Regions from separate parts of the Mus musculus genome. Here region 2 is linked to region 1. A link is a contact called in public Hi-C data. All regions are on one chromosome and are shown on one strand. The core of a region is the stretch at or near the end of the contact, and the rest is flanking DNA. Distances in the headings are between cores, read along the strand shown. Region 1 overlaps Ndrg1 (N-myc downstream regulated gene 1). Region 2 overlaps St3gal1 (ST3 beta-galactoside alpha-2,3-sialyltransferase 1).

Region 1 (5,178 bases), core at 2,675-5,174:
GCTTCCATTTACTGTTAGGTCTTCAGTGTCTAATTTAGTGGTTCTCAACTTTCCTAAGACTGAGACACTTTTATACAGTTTCTCATGTTGTGGTGTCTCCCAACCATAAAATTATTTTTGTTGCTACCTCATATCTGTAATTTTGCTGCTGTTATGAGTCGTAATGTAAATATTTGATATGTAATGCCAGAGTGGTTCCAACCAACCCACAGGTTCAGAAACACTTGTCTAATGCCTTCTCCCTAGGCTCTGCTTGTTGAAATGGCTTCATCTGATTTGGTTTCCATGGGAATATGTTCGTATACACGGGACACTCTGGAAAATGAACAGATGTTCCCTTTGGGGCCTCCTAGAGGGTAGAGAGCCAGACAGGGTGGCTGACCTCCGTAACTCCTGAGCTTGGTCCCTACTCCTTGTACCTCCCTGGAGCAAGCTAGGCTTGGGGCTGTTTCTTTGCCCTTCTGTTAGCAAGCCCGTCTACTCATGGGAAATGCAAAGAGTGGCCATTTTGGACTAAGTTCTGTCCCTGCACCTTTGTTTTCTGTTTTCATTCGCCAGTTAATTCCTTCTAGAGTGGGCAGAACTCCCACAGAAAGTTATGAGTTCTTAGTTCCCCCATTTCCTGTCCTTTCCCTTCTCTGGTCCCACTTTCCAAGCAAGCTCCTGGGATTCAGAAACTCCACTGGCAGATGGCATGGATGCACATCTGGGGCATGTGACATGCCAGCTGCCTGCTCTGGTGTTTCCTAGCAACATCCCTGGAACAGTAAAGGAAAGCCATCTAGGCTGAGGCTTGGAGTTGGGGCAGACGTCTGCCCCAGGCCAAGATCTGTCAGACTCTCCCAGGTAGACCTTCATCTGGCAACAGAAAAAGTTGCATGCTTTTCTTTCTCAAGGCTTAGTTCTAATCTGTGAAACATATGCAGGGGGGCCAGGGAGTATCAGTACCATGAAGGCCATGGCCAGCCTTCCATCCATGTACCTTGACCCTATGCACAGACCACGGTGTTTCTCCACTGGATTTGGGGTAGATTGGTCACTCCTTTTTTCTTTTCCTTGTCTGAGGAACATTCTTCCCCTGTCTGGCTTCCTTGGAGAATATGACCCTAGGTGTTTTTTATGACCAGGGCTGACACAAAGCCACAACAACAGGCTGTGACCTGTAGCTTCTCATCTCTGCTTTGGTGGGATGGTAACACAAAGGGTGGTGGTCCCTTAGGACATTGTAGTCTCATCCCTCAGTATCTCCTGTGGTGTGACTTGCTGGCCTGGAAAAGGGGTGGTCCATGCCACTAGCTGCCCTAGAGTCTTGGAGAGTAACATCCTCTAGCATCTATCTGCCCAGGGCCTCCAGGGAAGGGTGAGATTATGGTGGGTGTAGCAGCTGGTCTCTAGAGCCCTAGATTATCCAGCCAGGGACTTAAGCCATTCTGTCTCCACAGTAATCACATCTCCAACAGTTGCCATAACAACCAACAGGGAGAGAGGTAGTTGTTTGAAAGGCACTTCTAGGTCTTAGCTGTGGTAGCAGCCTGAGGAGAGGCAAGCTTGCCTTTATTTATTCCTGTTCTGGTTGGCATTAACTGTCAACCTGCCACGACTCAGAATTATCTGGGTAGAGCATGTCGTTGCCTGGACCATATTGCCCTATGAGCATGTCGTTGGGGAATTTGTCATGATTATTAATTGATGTGAGAGAGTCCAGAGCACAGTGGGTAGCACTATTCCCTAGGCAGATTCGGGAACTGTATAAGAAAGCTAGCGAAGTGCAAACCTGCCTGCCAGCAGGCAAGCAGCATCCTCTGGGTTTTCCACCATACTTTGACTGTGAGCTAAGTTCCTTAGCTGAGGATAGCCTTGTGAGGAATAGCAAAAAGGGCCTGCCTTCACGTTTCTGCCTTGACTTCCTTCAATGACGGACTGTAAAATGGACTCGTAGGCTGAAATAAACCTATTCCTCCCTAAACTCCTTTTGTCAGAGATTTTGTCACAGCAGAAAAGTCAGTTAGTTATGCATCTTCCCTCCCCTCCCCCAAAAGCTGGTCTGAGTGCTAGTGGGTACTAAGGGTTCCTTCAGTATGGCTATATTTTCACTCTTCTCGCCATCACTGCTGATCAGGCTCCTAGGTTGGAGATATGCTCTCCCTTTTTAGAGATGACCCCAGAAGGCGTATGTAGTAGGACAAGGATTTGAAGGGTAGTATCCACAGGGAGGCTGGCCTGACCTATTTTTAGATGGAGCCATGTGGGTTAGCCCCAAGACAATAAAGAATGTAGCCCCACAATAGACCATTGTTCCCATGGTGGCTTCAGGGACAGCAGATGACCCGCGTCCCACGGGGCTGGGCTATTGCTCCTGTCTTATGGATTTTTCCAGTGCTTGCTCTGTGTAGGAGAGAGGTGCCAAGCCTGAAGGGAAGGGGCGGGGCAAGGGAGACAGGGCTGGGCTTTGTGTCCCAGGGGACTTATTTTGAGGACCAATAAGGCATATGGTTCAGGAGACCCCCTGTACTGGGGGTTCAAGAAGCTGGGTATTCGTGCCTGTGCTTGCCAGTGCCTACCTACGATTGACTGTGTCCTCTGGTGTCTGTCTGTGCCTGCCTGCACCCATGCCAATGGGCCTATGAATGCTGTATCATCACTACCTCATGGACACTACCACAGGTTCAAATCCATATTCCAGAGAGTGAGGAGGGCTCTGGCTTGCTTGCTTCAGAAGTCTTCAGGGATAGGACCCCCTGTATCTCTCTGTCCTGGTTGGAACCGAGCCAGGTTATGAGTTTATGCGCTCACATGTGTTTGAGACAGTATATAGCCCAGGCTGTCCTCAAACTCTCCATCTTGCTGCTGTCTTACTTTCCTCGGTGCTAGGATTATAAATGTGCACAACCACAAACACCTAGGGTAAGGTCTTGGTGAGATGCCACACTGGGGACTAGGCATGTAGCACAGTGGTAGAACATTTGTCTAGTTAGTAGGTGTGAGGCCCTGGGTTCCAACCCCAGTATATGCACACAGCAGAAAAGAAAATATAGCATTCAGAGACTATACTTTAAAGGTGGGACCCTGGAAGGAGGGTTCATCCCTTGTGTTTTGTACTAGTGAATCTATGTGCGTTCTTTTATCCGGGTGTGCTATACTAGTACATCCATGTGCACTTCTGTGCACATACAGACATTTGTGGGTACTATTCACTAGGACATCAGTGTGTACTGTTCTATTTAAGACTAGTATATCCATGTCCATGTGCATGCAGTGTTGTGGTATTCTATTTATGTGTATCATGTTACCAGTATTATCTATGAGCACTGCTATTCCAGGAGATCTGTTATTCGTACATCCATGTTTACTGCTGTGCTTGTACATCCATGTGCATTGCTGTAATTAATTCCCACCTGCTCGACTGCTACAAACATGTGTTCTGCCATTTTTGTTACACGCATGAGGACTGGTATGCAAGTACACCCATGTGCACTGTTGTATGTGTACGAATGGCTGTCTGTGCTGCAGTTGTGCCCCAGTTGGGGAATCCCTGTCCTCATGGGCTTTACAGCCTTATTCTGACCACCCCAAGTCTTGTAGGATGGAGGCTGTTCATGTGACAGGTTAGGGTGACTTTTCCAGAACACAGCTCCTGAGTGGGTGGCCCTCCCTATCTATTCTTCTCTCACATTAGACTATGGGTGCTGCCTCTCCTACCTCATGAGACACATGGGTCCTAGATTCTGGAAGGATGTTTTTGGCACCTGAAATTTTCTGTGCCTGTGTCACCTGCATGATTCTGACCACCAGTTGTAGCTTGGAGGTGTCACACAGCCCTTTAGGGCTTTTGCAAGAGATGAAGGATCTGGAGAGAAATGGCCCAGCTACACGGAAGTCCTCAGTGTCCCCAGCAGACCTCGGGAGGGCAGCCAAGAGCCAACCACAGCAGAGGAGGAAGCTGTTGCTTTCAGACGAGGAAATTGCTCCTGGGACATGCTTCCTCAGAAGCCTAGAGTGACAGCAAAGAGGACAGGCACCAAGGGCCAAAGGCAGGGTCACAGAGGGTCATAGATGTTCACAACCGGCTTCATGGGAGGTTCATTTGACATCGGGCAGGGTAAATGAGCCTTCTGGGAGCTGAGGACTCGGAACGAAGGTGAAGCCTGTCTTTTTGAGGGTAGAAGAAAGAGACATATTCCTTGTTCTCTCAAGTGAGCATGGGGGGTGTGGGGGTGCTGTGGATTGCTAAGAACTGGCTTCAGAGTAGAGCAGGAGAGAGAAGGAATTTAGGGGGATCGTTGCAGGTTCTCTGCTCAATCCAGAATGGGAAGTTGTTGGCCCATTACACTGACAGTCCCAGGAAGTAGAGGCCATGCTGAGACTAATGCCTCCTTTCTGTCTTTATCAACCCCAGGATGATGGTTTAATGCAGGCAAATATTTGCCTATTGGCTGCTAGTTAAACATTGCTAGGTCAAGCCCAGCCCCACTTCCACAGTGAGTCAGGTTAGCTCCACTTGGTATCACCTAACAGTGCCTGGCATTTGAGAGGTGCAATGTGAGAATTGGCCTCAGTCTGTGAAACAGAGTGTGTCAAGGGAGCTGGTGTTTGTGTGTGTGTGTATGTATGTATGTATGTATGTATGTATGTATGTATGTATATATGTCTTAGTAGCTCTTCTATTTTGTGAAGAGACACCATTACAAAGGTAACTATTTAGGAAAAAAAAACACATGTAATTGCAGCTTGTTAACAATTTCAGTTATATCCTGGCAAGGAGCATGGCAGCACAAATGGTGGTGGAGCAGTAGCTGAAATCTATATCTTGACCCATGGCTGAGGTGGGGAGGGGAGAAGGAAAGGTGAACACTGGGCCATGTATGGGCTTCTGAAAACCTCAAAGCCCACCCACAGTGATGTACTTCTTCCAACAATCTTAATTCTAACCCTATCAGAGCTCCCTTCTCTGCTGACTAAGCATTCAAATATATGAGCCTGTGGGAGCCATTTTTATTCAACCCACCCATTGCATTGTGCTTTGCCACAGGAAACTGAGGTTGTTCTTTGAAATGGGGAGTGACTTCTAGGAAGCCTCAAAGAGCAAATACCTATTATCCATGGGATAAGTGAGACACAGGAACAAGAAGTCAAGGAAACTCAAGCCAGATGCAGACAACAGAGTACTTTTCAGGCAAT
Region 2 (5,213 bases), core at 531-3,030, 170 kb before region 1:
GGGCCTAACTTCCTCCTCTACAAAACAGGGTTCCAGAAAGTTGCCCAGAGACTCCGGCTGCTTGAGCTTCATGTATCAGTTGCTTTTCTCACTAATATGGCAAAATGTCTGGCAGAAGGAACTTAAGGAAGGAAGGGGCGTATATTGGTTACTCTGACCAAAAGCAACGTCTACAAGAGTACTGATGTACTTCCTCCAGCATACGTCGACCTCCTAACGGCTCTGTAGCTTCTCCAAACAGTGCTGCTATCTAAGATCATGCATTCAAATACATGATCCATTTTTCATTCCAACCATCATTATTAGAGGGCTCTGTTTTGGCTCCCAGCTAGGGTAGAGATCACCTTGGCATGGGTAGCCCAGTGGAGGGATAGGGAGTGACTGAGCACATTGCGTCCACAGTTAGGAAGCAGAGAGCAGTGAATGCTGGCACTTGGGTGACTTTCTCCTTATTCAGTCCAGAATAATGTCACCTATATTCAGGAGAGGTCTTCCCAGCTCAGTTAAACCTTTCTAGAGAACCTTTTTCATAGAAATCCTTTTGAAAAAAAGAAAAAAACATGTGTGTGTATGTGGGGTGTGTGTGTATGTGGTGTGTGTGTGTGTGTGTGTGTGTGCATGTGAAGGTGCCTGTAGAGGTCAGAAGTGGGCATAGATCCCTCAGAACTGAGATTACATACGGGCCTGTGTATGGTGTCCAATGTGGGATCTAGGATTCAAACCCTGATCCTCTATAAGAGCAGTCAGTGCTCTTAACCTCTGAGCCATTTCTCCAGCTACTTCCTTCTGCATTCATAAGATTTATTGTGCTTCTATGGAAATTCTAAACCTAGTCAATGTGACAAGGAAAAGGATCCATCACACCCGGGTATACTACGCACAAAGGCTGTTAGGCGATAGCTCCGTCTGGGATGGGCCAGCCAAGTAGAGGTAAAATGGAGAGGCATGGGAGCTGCCAGGCTTGGTTAGAGTTGTCCTAGGGATCTGTAAGGCAAGCAGTGAGGATCCGGTCTGAGAATATGGATAGAAAACGAGTGCTTCTCAGAGACCAGTCACTTGCAAAGTTGAGGAAAGCGAGGAGGTGTGAGACCTCAGGCATTTAGGGAAGCCATTCTGGCTGGGACCCTGAAACCAGGAAGCTTCAGAAAGTCAGCACAGAACACACCTACCTTCAGCCTTAAGGTAGTCCTTAGGCATGTCCTCCGGGGCAGTGTCAAGCCACCTGCAGCCACCACCACTAAGGTAGGACAGAAGGAAGGCCTCGGCTCACTCTTCTATCAACCCAGACATCGACTAACAGACTCCAGAGCTGTCTGAGCAGTGCATCACTAGAGGGGGAGGGCGTATGAAGGAGGGTAGGTAAACCCCCTCACTGTGGTAGACAGTGACCCAATTGGGGGTCCCGGTCAGCAATAAACAGGACTCCCTAAAAGTCCTCGGCTGGCATATAGCAGTGATACCTTTGTGTAGGACTCAACCATTTTAAAAGCAGACAGCTCCCTAGCTCTTGGCTGCCCCTTGCTTTGACTTTAACCACAAAGTTCTAGAATTCACCTGGAAGATTTCAACATCTCCAGTCTCCCAGGCTTCCCAGACAGCTGTACTGAGCAACATCTTCAGGGAGGAAGCTAGTCACCAAGTGTCAACAGCAGATGCTCTGAGAAGTCCTCAGCTGCTGGTGATAAGTGGCCCAGGAGCCTGAGCAAGCGGCATTCCCCTCCACCGGCGAGCCCCAGCCAAGAGCTTTCCAGCTCTGACTCACTGGGCCGTGGGTTCTCCAAATGAGGGATTAAAGCAGAAGTGAGGCACACCCTTGTATGAGAACACAGTAACCCCAGATCCTGCTCAGGGGATGCAACTTTCAGAGCCAGCATCTGCTTCCTGGAATTTCTTGCTTAGCACAGAGTAGATGTGCCAGAGACAGGAAAGGAAGGGCAGGGCGATGTCTGGGCTTTTCATTTCCAAGTCTGAGAAAGCACCGTATTTGAGGGGAGGAGCAAGTTCAAATTCACGGTTCAGTTCCTGGGTGCGTAGATTCAGTCAAAGGCTTCCCCACTAAGCCTCAATCCCATCACCTGTGCATTGGTGATGAAGATAACTCATTTCCATGCATGTTAGATGCCAGGAGGCTCTGCTTGTACTTTCTATAGACCCTTAAAGAAGAGTGACCGTTCTGCCTTATGGAGCAAACCCAGCAGAGAGGTAGAATGACCTACACAGGGCCTATCACCTGGGAAAGGTAGGCTCAACATTCCCTAGGCCTAACTGACGACAAAGACTTGCTCTAGTCAAAGCCCAGTGCACGGGACTCATCAGAGGTCTAACAGGTGGCAGCTAGGACCCTGAACTGCAAAGTACAAAGAACCAGTTGGCCCCATCCAACCCTGGGGCCCAGTGTTATAAGGGTGATGGGCCTCTCCTGGGGGGGGGGGGAGGTGTACTCTCACAGGCTCCAAAGGGCAGTACATTCGTACGCCTAAGCATGGGGGAAGGGAATCGGAGGGACAGGCAGGTGGAAACTGGAAAGTAAAACCACTGTGGAGAAGCCCCTGGGCAGTCAACTAGCTAGCTGCTAGCTCACTGGGTCAGCCTCACTGTTTGGCTATTTGCTGTATCTCTAGTTCTGGGATCCCTAACACACACACACACACACACACACACACACACACACACACACACACACTGTTAGGACCACTTTCCCCGGGGCCTCAGAAAGCACCGAATAGTCAGGTGCCACCACCTAGAGGAACTGAGACAGGGTGTCCCTGGCTTGTATTCTTTAATGCCTGGTATCATTTGGTCCTTTAAATAAACTTGCCCTTGAGACAGTCCAGCCATCTTGGGGTACATTGTCCACAGGAAGCATCCGGGATTCAAGGAATAGAAACAGCCACGGCTGGTGTTATTTACACTCGGTGCTCTGTGCTGGTCCCCTTTATGCCAGTCATTCTTCCCACCTTGGCCTGAAGCAACAGTGTTTTAGGAAGCAAGGATCAGAGAAGTTCAGAGTCTGGCTCACAACGCACAGGAACTGTGTGGTGTGCCTTCTATGACTGTTTTTACTCTGGTGCTGTTGGCCAGGCTCCACTGAACACTTTCCATAAGAAGACTAGGTGGCACCAAATAGCCACTGATCAGGACAGGGCTTGAGAGCAGTTTGAAGAAGGCGCTCTCTTCTCTATAGCATGTTCGAGGCATTCCGCTGCCCTGGGTCTTACTCTCTGGTTTCTGGTTCTGCTATATGAAGCCAGTGAGCGAGAACCCAGAGGCCTGGAGATGGTCTACTTTTCAGTGATGAGAAAGACAAGATTTGGCCAAAAGTCATTGGGCCTTGAGTCAAGGCTGCCATCAAAAGAATGTCTAGCATAGAGATAATAAACAAGCTGTTTCTGGGCCCCTCTGGGCAGGGCAGAGGCTGTTGAGGCCCCAGTTGGTACTTTGTTCTTTCCTGCCTAGCCACCTGCTCAAGTTTATAAAGAGGGGCGATACGCTGAAACTCAGTGGAGCCTCCCTGTCTGACACGGGGTCTAACACGGGTAAGACCCTTTCTCCCCACCACGTCCAACAGTGGCTGCAGAGCAGACAACTCCAGGGAGAAACAGCCAAGGTCTGAAGGGTGGGGACAGCTGAGGGATGGGAGGTGAAGTAGGCTGAAGAGAAAAGATAAAGTGGAGATGAAGCTGCCTATGTCCTGCAAAGGGTGAATGCTGACTCCCAGGGCAGCAGTGAGACAAACGGAGATATGCTTGAAAGGGTGGAGAGATAGATTAAATTTTCAGACACTACGTCCAACACTGAGAGGCTGTGTCCATAGCAAAGGAAACCATGGGGTAAGAGACTTAGGCTCTTAACCATTATCCCTCATTGCAGGGCATTTGCTCATGTGTAAGCTTCGGAGGTTCATAGTTTAAGAAGCAGGAAACAGCAACTGAGAAACTAAAAGGCTAAGCTTCAGGCTCTGACCATTGTCTTCGGTCCTTTGATGTTTGTTTGTTTTGTTTTGGGCTGTGACAGCAGACCAGCCAGGAAACAACTTGAGAGAGGTTGGGTTTACTTTGGTTCATAATTTCATAGTATATGGCTTCAGGGTGCCAGGGTGGCAGAGCAGCCAGAGTGACTTTGTCCATGGTGACAAGAGAGCACAGCAGTGACAAAGTCAGGTGGATGAGGAGGCAAAGCTCAGGCCTGAAAGCAGGAAAAGCAAACAAATGGGAGCAACCCCACTGTAGCCCACAGAGAGCCCCTGAGGCTTGTGGCACAAGTCTGGAGAGAGAAATAATAACAAGGTCACCAGGTTTCATCTTTCTTTCTTCCTCCTTTGTACACAGATGTTCAGCAAACCCTATGCCTTCCAGGAGATGCCCTTTCAGTCCCCATTCCTTGGAACAGCCTAGGAGACACAGCTCTAATTAAGGATTATTGGAGGAGGGCGGCCAAGCATCCTCGCATCCTGCGCCAAGACCTTTTACAGATTGTCCAGGGGTTCGCTCAGGCTGAGAGTAACTAACTAAACTTGATCCCCGTTTGAGCTGGGGAGAACACTGCTCTTCCCAGGTTTCACTCAAGTGTCATCAAGCCACATTCTTGACTTTGCTTGGGTTGCAGAAGAGGTAGACCACGCTGCTTACCAATACAGGCAAGACTGACTGCATGGCACAGACTACCCTCGTGTGCCACACAGCAATGTCGAGAACACAAACCTAGGCGTGTCTCCAACAGGCTGAAGTTTGCCCTAGCTGCTTCTGAGATCTCCCTGCGGACTCCCTTTCCTGCTGCCTGCTCCTGTGTCTCTGAGATTTCTGTTCAGCTCTAGGAGGGGGGTCTCCTCTCTTCCACCCTCCCATCAACACAGAGGACCCAGCAAAGGGTGGAGGTGGTGAACATGAGGAGGAAGACCCTCAAGTACCTCACCTTCTTCCTGCTCTTCATCTTCCTCACTTCCTTTGTCCTGAATTACTCCAACACGGGAGTACCCAGTGCCTGGTTCCCCAAGCAGATGCTCCTGGAACTCTCAGAGAACTTCCGCAGGTTCATCAAGTCACAGCCGTGCACCTGCAGACACTGCATCAGCCAGGACAAGGTATCATATTGGTTCGACCAGCGCTTCAACAAGACTATGCAGCCCCTGCTGACAGTCCACAACGCTCTGATGGAGGAGGACACATACCGGTGGTGGCTGGTGAGCAGAATAGGGTCTGGGAGTGGGATTGGGG

Evidence for each region. A called contact is a pair of places that touch in the nucleus more often than the background predicts.
Region 2: a Hi-C map of bone marrow-derived macrophages shows a contact between it and region 1, with 31 read pairs. A contact is called at or near these places in 2 of 39 promoter capture datasets (the HPC-7 cell line and trophoblast stem cells), 5 of 484 Hi-C or Micro-C datasets (bone marrow-derived DN3 thymocytes, bone marrow-derived macrophages, embryonic fibroblasts and 2 more), 7 of 130 datasets of targeted methods (CD8 T cells, the NIH/3T3 cell line, double positive thymocytes and 3 more) and 3 of 9 other capture datasets (adipose tissue, liver and pancreatic islet).

What each region holds. Positions count from the first base shown.
Region 1 is chr15:66,949,112-66,954,289 of GRCm38.p6, reverse strand. The region is part of intron 3 of Ndrg1 (N-myc downstream regulated gene 1); the gene reads left to right. Among named protein-coding and RNA genes, the nearest start is that of Ndrg1, 18 kb to the left of the region's middle.
Region 2 is chr15:67,113,473-67,118,685 of GRCm38.p6, reverse strand. It overlaps St3gal1 (ST3 beta-galactoside alpha-2,3-sialyltransferase 1), which reads left to right. Exons shown (of 9, transcript NM_009177.4): 4 at 4,329-5,179. The coding sequence starts at 4,883. Among named protein-coding and RNA genes, the nearest start is that of Gm31400, 54 kb to the left of the region's middle.